Linked DNA regions of Bombyx mori: region 2 is linked to region 1. The links are chromatin contacts, called in public Hi-C maps. All regions are on one chromosome and are shown on one strand. Each heading gives the region's core, a stretch centred on a gene start, on an enhancer-like site or on the middle of the called end of the contact. The rest is flanking DNA. Distances are from core to core; before and after follow the strand shown.

Region 1 (7,711 bases), core at 3,366-5,865:
TTAAAAAAACTAACAAAATACGCTTTCATAGAAAACCCAACTAAAAAATAGAAAATAAATTTTAATAAATTTGAATTAAAAATAATATAAGAAAAAAATGATTTTATTGTAAAAAAGCGTGGGATGCTTTTCAGGATATTATCAAAATAACCCTTCTACTCATATCTGTTCATAAAATTTTTATAAAATAAAAACGATTGGAATTACTAATATTTCAATTATTCCAATTCCTTTTAATAAGTTAAACAATAAAGAAAATTAATCAAAATTGACTCAAGTTTGAAAATCGAATTGTTAAAACATCAGCTTCTCATCGACTGACCAGACATTACGACGATGCATTACATTTTACTAACGTAATAAATATAATGACTTTGGATCCCAGACTGAGTGCGACAAGAACAGACGATCAACGCCTTTCGTTGGAACGAGAAAGAACACTTTGATGGGAAGGCACTATTTTTAATTTGGTTTATCGGGTGACACAGCATCTTTATGGGATTTTAATTTAGAGGTGCAAGGTTTAGTGCCGGGTTAAGTAAATCTAAATATAATGAAAGGCATTCTGGTACAAAGATAATATTTAAATAATTGTTTCATGATTTCACTCACGGCTTTTAGTATTTTTATTTATGGACTAGCGACCCGCCTTCGCTTCGCTTCGGAAATATTAAATTTTATTATTGATAGCCGAGTCCCGCGATTGTACCCGAGGTTATTGTCGTATCGCGAGTGACGCCGCGAGGCGAAGCTAGTCTAAAAAAAGTAGCCTAAGTAACTCCTTATATCGTGAACTACCTATTAGTGAAAGTCTCGTCAAAATCGGTCTAGCCGTTCTAGAGATTAGCCGGGACAAACAGACAGACAAAAATTGTAAATAATGTTATTTTGGTGTATGTACCGTATTATTTTCATATGTATGTAGTAAAAAGCGGTTATTTCACTATTACAAACAGACACTCAAATTTTATTTATATGTATAAATTCCAGCGCATCTGTACTGTTACTGGAGCCGATGATCAATGTAAATGCCACCAGGGTAGGCAGCGGCTTGACACTGCACCTGGCATTGCTGAAGTCCATGGGCAACGGTAACCACCGACCATCAGGCCGTATGCTCGTGTGCCTACATGGGCAACAAAAAACCCACTTTGAGACAAACGTAAGTCTTAGTTCTCTTCACAACGGCTGCTCCCACCCTTCAAACGTCCATTACTGCTTCGTGTTATGTGGTTACTGAAGCCCATAAATATCTACAACGTAAATGCGCCACCCACCTTGAGATACAAGTTCTAAGGTCTCAAGTATAGTTACAATTGCTGCCCCACCCATCAAACCGCATTACTACTTCAGGGCAGAAATAGGCAGAGTGGTGGTACCTACCCGCGCGGATTCACAAGAGGTCCCACCACCAGTAAAAACTAACCCAGAACAAACATATCTATCCAGTTTTCGTTCTTCCATTCGATCAACCCGTGGGCTGCTACAGAGTCATGCTTCTGAATTGATTTAGTGAAGGAATCCCTTCTGAATTGAATCTGGGTCGTCCATTCAGAAATCCGTGTCCCCAAATACTTGGATAGTTGCAAGGTCATATCTCTCGTCTCTCACTAGCCCGCCAGATTAAGTGTTACCACGAAAGCGACAAGTAACTGTTGCCTTAAGCCAAACAGTTAATCAACACTTTCGATTTCCATTTGATGTTAGTTTGCTTGAACACTTTCTCTGTCGTAAATTTTCATGCATTATTAAAGGTTTGATTTATGACTTCATTTTCTAATTGTTTATTATTAAATTATCGTCCTAATAAAGATGTTTCTTCCTCCTTGATGTAACGTGGGACGCCCCCTGGCTAGATGGTGCCATGACCTCCGCACGGAGGCCGGCAAGAAGTGGATGAGGAGAGCCGCAGACCGAGCTCAGTGGTGTGGATTGGGAGAGGCCTATGTCCAGCAATGGACGACTGTGGGCTGTTGATGACGATGATGATGATGATTCCTCCTTAACTCCTGGCCAAGTAATCTTGTGATTAGTAGTTAGTTTTACCACCCGGCGCTTCTTCTCTTCTGGCTACGCATCTCGTGCTTACGTGTAGTGAGTTGTTGTAGCCTAAAGGATAAGACGTCCGGTGCATTCGTGTTGAACGATGCACCGATGTTCGAATCCCGCAGGCGGGTACCAATTTTTCTAATGAAATACGTACTCAATCAATGTTCACGATTGACTTCAACGGCGAAGGAATAACATCGTGTAATAAAAATCAAACCCAGAAAATTATAATTTGCGTTATCACTGGTGGTAGAACCTCTTGTGAGTCCGCACGGGTAGGTACCACCACCCTGCCTATTTCTGCCGTGAAGCACTAATGTGTTTTGGTTTGAAGGATGGGGCAGCCACCTTTAAGAAGAAAATTTCTAAAGTAAATTAAACAGTGAAGTGTTATTCCACTATATTGTTCATTAAGTACCTACGGAATGAATATTGGCCTCTAGATAAAAAAATTTACAGAGACGTTCACATTCATTGTTTATTTATCGTGTTTTATCACAAAATAACGGCTGTTCTACACACAATGAAGATCCTTTATCGTCCTTGCATTATCTCACCTTTCTTGGAAACATGACTGGGTGCATCTGTCGTTGTTATGGTCTAAATTATACGACCTCATGGGCATACGTGCTCACGAACCACTTCTACAATGAAGTAATAACCTTTTTTTAAATTTTAATTTCCTACCTATTCGCGGTAGCCAAGGTAGCCAAGTTTCTCGCAGACTGGTAGGTGAGCTCACGGGCTAAGAGAATTTGCTAACACTAGCCCTAGTAAGAGCTGTGGCAATAAAATCAGCTGAATTAAGTATTTATCGTTCAGGAACTAGGTTAATTTTTGTCTCATTTTAACACACAAATTAATAACTTAAGCCTACTTAATGTGTATCCCTATATAAAATTTTCCCGTTCTTGGTATAACTAATTTCTCTCACGAAATCAAAGAAATGTGTGATCATACGCACTATTTCAGATTTTTTATAGAGCATTCGTCATTAATATATCAAAAAGAACAATGTGGGTCACACATCTCCAGTATATAATTTTAGGCTCTGTGAATGTACCATCGAAGACTTAAGTGTAAAGAAATTATCGCCTTAAGCTGAATTTCAACGAACAAAATAACGTTCGTATCTTCTTCTTCTTCCAAGCGTTTTCCCGGCTTAGTGCCAAGCTCCACTTTCCTATTTAAATTCCTCCACTTTGCCCGGTCTTCGGCATCCTTTTGGGTGAGGTTATCTTCCACATCGGTCTTTACCACATCCAATTAGAATTTCTTGGACCTACCGCGGGATCTTGGGTCTGGTAACATATAACGTCTAATAACTCGATTCGTATAATGAATTTTATTTATGCTTCGAAGATCTTTACTGTTAAGCACTTTTGCACGCAACAGTACTTGATGTAGGTGGTCCCGAAAAGTAGGGTACTTTAATTTGTGGCTTCGAAAACATTATTCAACTTAAATATTCCTTTAATGATACAAATTTTGACTGGGATACTTTAACCCTTAGGTTGCGGAGATTGATAGTAACCAGTTCGATGTGACGTCATTGTATGGGTGGCCCGGTAAATGTAACTAGGATAATACGAGGAGATTATATAGCTATAGGATTATATAGATTATATTAGGATATAGTATTATATTATATATAGGATTATACAGTACTTTTACAGTTCAATCTTGCAATTTTTTACGGTCATGCTTTATAGCAGTATCGTAACGAAATCGAAGCATAATATCGAAGGATAACAATAGCTCTGCCGTCCGAAATAATGTAATGACAATAAAAAAACACCAGACTGAGTCGTGAAACTATTTATATTTCATTATGTCTACAACTCACTAATATCCGAAGAAAATATTTTAGGAGAACCATTGGAAACAGTGAGCTTAGAGTTGAAAGAGTTAGAGTAAAATGAGAAAACTAAGCTTTTATTGTATCTGGTTCTATCCGGTCACCGTCCTCGTTGAATTTAAGTTTTATATAATTATTATATATTAAATATCATTATATTGTTGCGGTAGCTATCATAGAACATAAGATATTTAACAGATGCCTGAATCTCGCTTACGACGTTTTCAATATCAGCTTGCATATATGCAAGTTCCGAACAACAACCAACCGCACGTCATTACAGATCCTCCAGATCCATTTACGATGCTTTTAGGTACCTCAAGCACCGGTCATCGTTCTCGTCGAACCCGTTGCTTGCGACGAAGGGCTCGACGAGTAAATTAACCCACAGCACAGCCCAGTTTCTCGCCAGATCTTCTCAGTGGGTCGCGTTTCCGATCCGGTGATAGATTCTACGAAGCACTGTTCTTGCTAGGGCCAGTGCTAGCAACACTTCCGGTTTGAGTCCCGTGAGCTCACCTACACGTCAAGATGCTGAAATAGCCTCTTAAAGCTATCAGCATAGATAGGGAAAAAAAAACTAAGAACTTTAAACAAAATAGAAACATAAATACATACAAACAACGAACAGGATACAACCATTTCAATAATTTAAAAGAAATTTCTAGAAACATCCAAAAATGATTCTATGCAATTACTAAGTAAAGTTATACGCACAAAAGCATTGTGCGATGCTCTATGGGTGGGTATCAATTGTGAATATCGAGGTATGCGTATTGATGTCTGCGTAGCTTGACCAAAATTTTAACAAATTTACGGATAATTTTCTGACAAATATTCCATTGCATCGAAACGGGAGTTATAAGCATTTACTAACATGAATGGTCAATCAATCAATCAATCAATCAATCAATGAGTCCTTTATTAGGGACTTTTAGGACATTTGATTCAATCTTTGTATATTTTACAGAATCTCTCTCAGCTCAGTGTGCCTATTGGCATAAGTCTCTTTTAACATTGTTGTCTATCTTTATTAGCAACCCCCCATCCAAACACGAATGGTAAGGAATACTTTATTTTTATAGTCACTCCCTTTCTCTCTCTTCGATCGGTCCCACATTGCTGAGGATCGTGACTCCGTTTGATTCCGTCAACCAGCTGTCTCCATCGACCCCGTTCTGTATATTGGTGGAGTGCGTCGCTGACAGGTATTTTCAGTTCCTCGGCTATTTGGTCCAACCATCGTTTGGGACGTCCACCCCTAGGCCTTTTCCCCTTTTATTTTATACTCTCTCTAATCGATAATGAAATAATACTAAGTTTAGTAATTTTTAGTTTTACGTCACAAATCTTACAAATCTTAAGTCTTTTTAAACTATTACCATGTCTTGTAACAACCTCTAGACGCTGTAACAAACGAATACTTTGGTCCTAAGGCGACATTATCTATCTATCTATATATTATATAAAAATAAATCGCTGTTCGTTAGTCTCGCTAAAACTCGAGAACAGCTGGACCGATTTGGCTAATTTTGATCTTGAATTATTTGTCGAAGTCCAGAGAAGTTTTAAAAGGTAGATAAATATGAAAATGCTCGGAATTAAATACAAAAATAACAATTTTGTTTTTCCTTTGATGTGTCCCCTTGATGTGTCTTTTATTTATCGATTAAGGCACTACGAAGTCTGCCGGGTCAGTTAGTAGTTAATAAATACTTCAATTCCTTCAGTCCGGAATTCGTCCAAAGCATTCCCGAATCATGGTCACCGTCGGGCGGCACGCTTCAGAAATAGATTTACGTCTGTTTTAGGAAGAGCACCGGGCGCAGCTGACGGACGCGCGAGCTTTGTAAAGCTTTATTCCTATGAAATTATATACTCTAGTGTACCATTGCTGCTTCAATAGTTTTGGTATTTTTTTTTATAGCTAACACCACAACATATTTCGTGTCCACTACCTGAATGGACTCACCCGCAGTGCATTTCAAGAGTTCGTTTTTGGATCATACCACCTGGCATTGCAAATTCTAGTGCATATTTTCTGAGCATTATGAAATATTCCTCAACCGAGGCTAGAAAATGCTAGAAAAGCACAGTAAGATGAGCTAAGTAACAGATGCCTTAAATAAGACCGAGGGTCGAGTGAACTAGTAAATTACTTGACAGTATATTCATTTCAGAAATATCATTAAATATTAAAGATTATGTTATATGTTAAATATCATTATATTGTTGCGGTAGCGATCATAGAACACAAGATATTTGACAGACGCCTGAATCTCGCTTACGATATTTTCAATAGAAGCTTGCATATATGCAAGTTCCGAACATCAACCAGCCGCACGTCATTACGGATCCTCCATTAACGGTGCTTTTAGGTACCACGAGCACCGGTCACCGTCCTCGCCGAACCCGTCGCTTGTGGCGAAGTGCTCGACGAGTAAATTAACCCATAGACACTAAGTTTCTTGCCGGATCTTCTCAGTGGGTCTCGTTTCCGATCCGGTAGTAGATTCTGCGAAGCACTGCTCTTGCTAGGACTAGTGTTAGCAACACTCCTGGTTTGAGCCCCGTGAGCTCACCTACTAGCTCGGTGAATCTAGAATAACCCCTCGAGGTTACTAGAATAGGTAGGAAAAAGAACAACATTCGGACCATCGGTCTACCGAGCAATATCACCCGCCCGACGCAAGGGCGGATCCAGCTTTGGTGCCAGGAGGGGGTCACATAGTCATAGTCAAATCAAGAACTTATAATTTAATTTTGATAACAATAGATACAAGTAAAAAGTAGGTATTTTATTAATGTACGTAAGTACTGTACTTAAAAATATTTATTCTTTATTGTACACTTGAAAAACTTAACACATAATAACTTGTACACATTTAAAAGCTTTTATTTTTAAAAGCATTAAAATCAATGTGGTCACGACGATACACTTGATTTCATTGTGTGAATTTATCTAAGATTTTATTAGGTTGGGTCAGTAACCTTATGCTCTTCAATCTCTCTCGTCCAAAAAATATATATAAGTAGGTACATAAGTCACGCAGGACTCTTTCAGTTAGTAGGTACCTACATATCTACCTATGGGGTACTTTATGAGCATTAACAACAATAACATTTAACTTAAAACACACACACTGGGATAATGACAAACTGATTACTTACCATTTCTTGTAATTAATGAATTTACAGTAACAATTTTTAAGAATACTTATAAAGGTACACTTATAAGCACATTAAAGCTAGAAAGAAATTTTAGTTTTTTAACTTAGAACTATGTTATGATATGTTGAAGTTTATTCGTTCCGATTCCGATTGAGGTTAGGCCTAGTTAGACTTTACGTAGTCGACAAGCGCGCGCGAGTGTGGCGCGGTAAAATTCAAATTTTCAATGCGTTCGTTCCCAAACATTTGCTATCATACAAAGTTATTTTAATATATTAAATTAATTAAGGAGCAACAATATATTGTGTCCTAAAATCATTATGTTCAATATGTGGTCCATCTAGGTCCTGGAACCAGCTCAGGGGGGGTCATGACCCCATGACCCCCCCCCTGGATCCGCCCTTGGCCCGACGGAAGATCCTCCCTTTGTCTTATACCCCACAATGTTATAGATATTCGTATTTAAATCTTGTTTTGTGTTTACTAAATAGTATTTATTGTTCTTTGGTTTTTGAAGTGAAACTTCTTTAGGCGCGTGAGAGGTCTATTTACACGAAAAACATTTTGATAGAATATCCAAAGATTCGATGACTTCTTTATCGTCGGGCATTCCAAAATATAACAAAAAAGCCC
Region 2 (7,711 bases), core at 2,355-4,854, 66 kb after region 1:
TTCGCCATTTTTCTTACCGAAGGCTGGAGGCTAGTACCTACATCCAGTCACGTCAATACCAAACTCAATTTCATAACAATTTTACGAATGAAATAATCAATGTCCGATTTGCCTTACCACTTTCATTCCGTTCGAAAAGTTCAAGCGATAACCCCGTTGTTAACAAATACAGTTGCAACCTACAAATAGTACGCTGTGTTTTGATCTTACATATTTCCAGCTTGATCAAAATGACCAGAACACTCTGTTACTATAAATAATAAAGTCCCTAGCTTTGATTAAGTAGTTTTTATTATTATTGCATAGGTTGGTGGACGAGTTCACAGCCCACCTGGTGCTATGTTATGTTCAAAGTAAATTCCGCCACCCAAATTGAGATATGAGTTCTAAGGTCTCAGTATAGTTACAACGGCTGCTCCGCCCTTCAAACCGAAACGCATTACTGCTTCACGGCAGAAATAGGGTAGTGGTACCACCGAGCGAACTCACAAGAGGTCCTACCACTAGTAAAAATAGCCCCATGCATAATAGAGCCCCTGTTGAAGACTGTTTATTTCTTCGCGGTCCTCACTAAAACTTCTAGAGATTACTGAAATTATCCTTATTCAAAACACGCATACGTATAGGTGAATCGCAAGTACAGTCTTCTTCACAATCAATAACTCTAAACATTAAAATAAATACCGATAAATCTTAAGTTTATTGACTTTATCATATACTAGCGGCCCGTTCCGGCTCCGCTCGGGTCTTTAACAAAAATTTCAACGATATTTGACGTTGTTTTGTTTTTTTAAATAAAAGAACACTTATTGATTAGTTCGACGTTTAGGTAATTTTTTTACACCTTGGTTTACATTATTGGAGTTTTAGTAACGATCCCTAATTTTATTCAAAGAAGATTATATATAGCCTATGTCACTCGGGAATAGTGTAGCTTCCAAACAGTGAAATAATTTTTAAAATCGGTTCAGTAGTTTCGGAGCCTATTCAATACAAACAAACAAACAAATCTTTCCTCTTTATAATATAAACTAGCGACCCGCCCTCGCTTCGCTTCGGAAACATTAAAACACACATGAAACCAAAAAAATAAAATAAAAAAAAATTAAAAAAAGTAGCCTATGTTCATCAGGGACAACGTCGGCTTCTAATGGAAAAATAATTTTTCAAATCGGTCCAGTAGTTTCGGAGCCTATTCAATACAAACAAACAAACAAATCTTTCCTCTTTATAATATAAAATAATAATTGACTTTATCATATATGAGTTGTTCTATTAACCTCTGGGAGCTCGAGATATTTCACAATAAATAAATAAGGTTGTTGTGTGTATGGATCGAAAGAGAGCGGTTTTATGCGCTGAGTCATATTTAAAGGCAAGAAAAACGAGGAAGTACGAATAAAATGAGGGACTCGGTGGCGCATTGGTTAGCGCTCTTGACTGCGGCGCCGAGGGTCGTGGGTTCGATTCTCACATCGGGCAAACATTCGTGTGGGTTGTTTGCTCTGTCTGGATGTCTATTATCTAGATATGTATATATTGAAACGTATATAAGTATGTATGTCAGCCTCTGGTACCCGCAACACAGGGAAACTTAATTTGGGGCTAGATGGCCGTAGGTAATGTGTTCACAATTATTTATTATTATTTATGATCTTTAGATGAATGATGTTTGGCCAGTACGAGATTGTAATGGACTTATTGGATTTAATTTCTTGATTTTCAATTTAATTTCACATTTAGACATGTAATTGTTTTATTCTTTTAGTTTGTCAACATGATCAGGGCAGAGGTGCCAACGGTTTCATAAGATTTGAGATAATCCAAATGTTCGCTAAGTATTCTGCGCGATGTGATAAAAATAAATAATAAAAACTGCCTAATTTTAATAGAGAAGATTGTTTCCGCATATCTAATATTTGGAGTATTCTTAAGAGTGAAGATGAGAACCGGAATCAAATAAACTGACCGTCCTCAACACCGTATTCATTTAAGTATTCTTTGCAAAATATAATTTAAAAGTCTAGAATCTTTTTTTCCAAAATAGACGGTAGCTACGAGATTATTCAAATATCCGACGTATAACATTTGAGCCGTCCACTACTACGAAAACTGTAAAATACTCGAAGCTTTGGAAATATCCTGTAAAAAGTGCAGCTAAAGACAAGTCGAATCCCAGAAAATCTCCCAGTGAATCTCGAAAGCTATGAACATTTCGGTATGAAATACAAACACAATAATTCCACGAAATCGTTTTGCGAATAGCGAAATACTAAGTATAATATTATTAAACAAGCACAATCAATAATAATCATAGTCACATAGTAGTCCGATAGTTTTCCACGGAACTTATTATTCGGTGAGGTCAAGGTTTATCACTATTCTACGATAATAAAAAAAACAGTTTTATTTCCTTAAAAAATAATAATTAATCGAACCGATAAAGAAAACGTATTTGATTGCAATAGGGAAGTGTATTCTCTGTGGTTTCGACAGTTTTTTTAGCGACTTCCCATTCGGCCCTGGAATTAAAAAATACCCCTTGTTTTTCTAGGCTGGGGACTGAAACTCTGCGAGGTCCCCGCGTCTAGGAGGCGAAAAATTTACTTTAAGCGATAGGCAATGACTCAGTTAATACCCTGGCATTGCTTGAGTGGTGGCTAAATGGTAAAAAGTTCGTGTATCTTCAATGACAGTAAAAAAGTTAGCGCATCTGGCCAACAACCCAAAAACCATAGGGCGCCCTAATCTAGACGATTCCTAGTCGCTTAAGAAATAGTGGTAGGACGTCTTGTGAGTCCGCACGGGTAGGTACCACTGCCCTGCCTATTTCTGCCGTGAAGCAGTAATGCGTTTCGGTTTGAAGGGTGGGGCAGCCGTTGTAACTATACTGAGACCTTAGAACTCATATCTCAAGGTGTGTGGCGGAATTTACGTTGTAGATGTCTATGAGCCGCCAATTAACATCAAATGGGCCGTGAGCTCTTTCACCCATGTATCCAATAAATAAAAAGTAGTGAACTAAAGTGTTGTATGTACGCTTTACAGATTTACGGCTACGACCGGTGTGCTTAGTGAGAGTTTTTTAACGTTCTCGATAACGTAAAAGTTAACTCAAATTTGTATGGAGTTGGAATGTTCGCCTAAGTTTGCCGCTAGGGGCGCTGTTCCAACTGCATACAAATTTGAATTAACTTTTACGCTACCGAGAATGTTAAATAAATAATAGTTTAAAAAAATAACAAAATACGCTTTTATAGAAAATCCAACTAAAATATAGAAAATAAATTTGAATTAAAAACACGCTTTTTTTACAATAAAATCATTTTTTCTTGCACTGTTTTTAATAATTAATTTAAACTATCATTTTTTTTATTTTATTTTTTAATATTGATTTGTCATCTATCCTTTAATAAGTATACCAAATTTCTAGTTAATCCGACGTTTTGAAGAGGGTCAAAATCATGTTCAAAGATTCCGTTACAAACATACATACGTCTGAAGCTAATAAAAGCTTATTAAAAACTCGCAATATACACACTGATCTCGGCCGGTTGTCACGCTGTCTGACGGGCAGTTGACGTAATGCAAGATAAGTTATCGATTAGAATTGACTTTGAGCGGGAACGCTATCGATTTTTACTATAAATACACAATATTATCGATACTACACGTAAATAAATCGCCATGCGTGATCACGAATGTAAGATTGCGGTTATGTGTGTAAACGCTTCCGAGTGTTTGGTCAATGACATTAATGATGTTTGTTGTAAATGACAGACATGAGGTCGAAATGTCAATTGTGCTTAGCTTCCCGCCCCCCTACAAATTGGAACGCAGAGTTGCTTGCTGGAATGAGGAAGCCCACTAGTGCGTACTATAGTACTTGAGACCCACGCGCACTATGCGTACTATGGTACTTTAAAGTTTCACCCAACGAAGTTCCAACAAAGTCTACAGTCCAAGCGAAGGCCAAACCGATTAGTAATTGATTTATAAATAGTGGAAAGATCAAATGCATATTCCCTTGAGAGTAATAATCGAATTTTATGTTCGAAGATGCCGACCTCTGTTAGAGAGACTCTAAAGATTTATTGGTGGTAGGACCACCGCCCTGCCTATTTCTGTCGTGAAGCAGTAATGCGTTTCGGTTTGAAGGGTGGGGCAGCCGTTGTAACTATACTGAGACCTTAGAACTTATATCTCAAGGTGGGTGGCGCATTTACGTTGTAGATGTCTATGGGCTCCAGAAACCACTTAACACCAGGTGGGCGGTGAGCTCGTCCACTCTACCACATCTAAGTAATAAAAAAAACACGGTACCTACCTTACTCGTAACGTATAGGATTGACAATGGTACTGACTCGTCACAGCCCATCACTAGTACAACTTGTCTACAGCAATACAGACAGCGCAAAGAAAATTACTGTCGCGCATTCGTTTCAATGATTACGCTCCAATCTCTATATATAAAAATGAATTGCTGTTCGTTAGTCTCGCTAAAACTCGAGAACGGCTGAACCGATTTGGCTAATTTTGGTCTTGAAAAAATTCAAGTGTGGAAGTCCAGAGAAGGTTTAAAAGGTAGAAAAATATGAAAATGCTCCGAATTTAAATAAAAATAACAATTTTGTTTTTCCTTTGATGTGTCCCCCGTCGGTCTTTTATTTATCGATTGAGGCACTACGAAGTCTGCCGGGTCAGCTAGTAAAAAATAAATAATCTCGCAAAACCAAACGCGGTACCAAACAAAAACGAGTATCTCTTCGATATTCCATTGATTACGAGCACGGGTGGCGGTGAATCAACAACTCGGATCGATCTACATAACCGGTTTTATGTCCCAGCACTAGCGGCCGACGAGAACTGTCAATTGAACATGTCATTGATCTTATACTTTCGAACGGTTTTAGGGTGTACCGAGAAAGTACATTACTGTTTTTTTTATTTTTTTTATTGCCCTTCTAGGCAGACGAGCATACGGCCCACCTGATGGTGAGTGGTTACCGTCGCCCATGGACTTCAGCAATGTCAGGGCAGAGCCAAGCCGCTACCTCTTTTAAAGAAGAACATGTCATAGCGCTCGGGAAACACCGTGGGGGGAGCTCATTCCATAGCCGGATGGTGCGTGGCAAAAAATATCTCTGGAAACGCACGGTGGATGGACGCAGTGGCTTCAGATAATATGGATGAACTCTGCTCCGATGGCGGAAGGTGCGATGATAAAAAGGAGATGATCAATTAAAATGACTGGATTAATTATAATTATTTTACGATTCGATCGTAATGTTTTCATCGGTTTTCGTACGTAAATACATATGTCAGTCACCACGAAAACCGTAATTTTGTAACGTCTAAATTTAAAAAAAAAAAAATTTAAAACAGCATGAAAAATTTTATAGTTATAATAAATTCGCGCGTGTTCCTTTATTAATGTAAAATCCTTTTAAGCGACGCATGTTAAGTCAGAACACTCGTAATAAGAGATTATAATTAAAGAAATTGATTACATACTGAAAGGTGGTTTTCTATGATGAACCTTTTTAAGTTTAATTTATCAGTTAGATTAGCTTAGTGAGCTCAACAATTTTACTACACCAGATTAATTTTAGGGTCAGAATGCCATATGTCGTTTTGGATAAATTTACATTTTAATATATCCAGAGGTTAAATGCTATTCGGCTTAAGCGATATTTCGCTTAATACGCGACATTTAGCTTTGTAATTAAAGGTCCGTTTTATTTAGTACTAACGACGCGTCAGACTTCGTAGTGCCTCAATCGATAAATAAAAGATCTAAACTTTTGTATAAAATAAACTTAAAACAAACAATATGAATCCGTCCGACGGGGGACACGTCAAAGGAAAAACAAAATTATTATTTTTATTTAATCCCGCGTATTTTCATGTTTATCTGCCTTTTAAACCTTCTCTGGAATTCCACAAATAATTCAAGACCAAAATTAGCCAAATCGGTCCAGCCGCTCTCGAGTTTTAGCGAGACTAACGAACAGCAATTCATTTTTATATATATAGGTATAGATAGACAGAAGATAGATTAGCATAATATTATCCTCATATTAGCATTGCACTAGCAGTTTTTAATTGAACTTCAATTGCGTTTAAACCCTTCAAATAGCTGAAGAAGTTTTTTTTGTTATGGTATTTTTTCCAAATTTTAAGCTTTGCTGTTAAGTTGCAAAAATGTCCCTTAAAAATATATAGCCCTTCAACCCTATTACACAACCTTCAATCAAGCACTTTCGCGTCATGCGCCAAATGCGCGAAATAAAAACAATTATCCGATTCCTTTTTTGAAACACGAAATGCGAATGCAATACCGTAAATATTCATTAATTATTTGCATAATCAAGGTCGGTGAACCTTATAAAGAGAAATTACACCACAATAAAAACCACACGAAACTTTAAGGATTTTCCGTGTACGAATTTGGCGAATGTCGGTTTTTGTTTGTCCCGTACCAGCGGTTACCTCGATACCTTAACCGATTCAAGTACCGGTTTTTTATCGATCGATTAAAACGTTTTCACGGCAACATGATATTTAGGTCGAAAATTACTTGATGTTTTTCTGAATTGGCAACCTAATTTTTTTATATATCTGACGTTTTTTTAGGAATTTTATGAACTGGTAACGTCGGATCTGGAGGATTTTTGAACTGTTATTTAGTGCTGAAAGTGGGACACTTTTTCAAGCATCTCCCACATGAGACGGTTCGCTCTACCTCTACCCTCCATAATTTCTAAGAAACATTAATGACACTTATCAATGTTGCCAATGTTCAAATAACGAAATTCTTATTTTTGTTTACAGTCGTACGTGACACTGACTTACGCTTTCATACTGCCAATTCTATTGTGATTTGATTTTTCAATAAACAAAATTTCAAGTCTAGATTCCGGGTAATTCACGTATCGCAAATAATCTTGAATATTCGGATTCATACGTGTGCTATAAATTAAATAATGAAATTCAATACTTGCGCACATGGCATTTTTGATTTATTGATCGGCTGCCATTCATAAAATGGCAGCCGAATGGAATTAATAACAAAACAGTTCCACAGGATTTTTTAAGGAGCTCATGAGTGATAATTTCGAAAATAGTGACGGTACATTACAATAAAACTAACGGACCCGACAGACGTTGTCCTGCAAAAATTCATTCTAGTCGATCCAGGCGTTTAGTTGCAGTATAGATAAATAGCCTATACACCGACTGCAGCGCCATCTGCCGGGCTGATATGTGAATCTAAACCATCCAGGGCGCCACCCAAATGCATACAAAAAAATTCATTTCAATCGATCCAGCCGTTTTGGAGGAGTTCAATGACATACACACGCACAGAAGAAATTTATATATAAAAATAAAGATTACGATCTACATTGACACATTAAAACAGATGAACCATGCTCGGAAGCACAGAAACCAATCCACAAGCGTTGACATAAAAAAATATATATCGCAAATAATTGATAAGACCTACATTTTAAAGAGATAAAGATCTAAGTTGACCAAATTGTCTGTCAGTACAAGAATATATCTCGATTTTTGTTTTAAATGTAAAACATATTGCTACAGAAAATAGCACCTTACACGTTTAATCTTAGTGCTTGTATTCAAACATGAAGACCATCGAATACTGAATTACCTAAACAACATCTTGAACTCGATTTGTCGAACAAAAACG

The links. A called contact is a pair of places that touch in the nucleus more often than the background predicts.
Region 2: a Hi-C map of whole pupa shows a contact between it and region 1, with 6 times the contacts expected there. The contact joins two enhancer-like sites. A contact is called at or near these places in 2 of 7 Hi-C or Micro-C datasets (middle silk gland and whole pupa).

What each region holds. Positions count from the first base shown.
Region 1 is chr24:2,259,941-2,267,651 of ASM3026992v2, forward strand. The region is part of intron 2 of LOC101739440 (limbic system-associated membrane protein); the gene reads right to left. Among protein-coding and RNA genes, the nearest start is that of LOC101739440, 81 kb to the right of the region's middle. Within about 2 kb of position 4,616, at least 1 of the 8 cell types and tissues checked has open chromatin away from gene starts, as enhancers often do.
Region 2 is chr24:2,326,792-2,334,502 of ASM3026992v2, forward strand. All of the region lies in intron 1 of LOC101739440 (limbic system-associated membrane protein), which reads right to left. Among protein-coding and RNA genes, the nearest start is that of LOC101739440, 14 kb to the right of the region's middle. Within about 2 kb of position 3,605, at least 5 of the 8 cell types and tissues checked have open chromatin away from gene starts, as enhancers often do.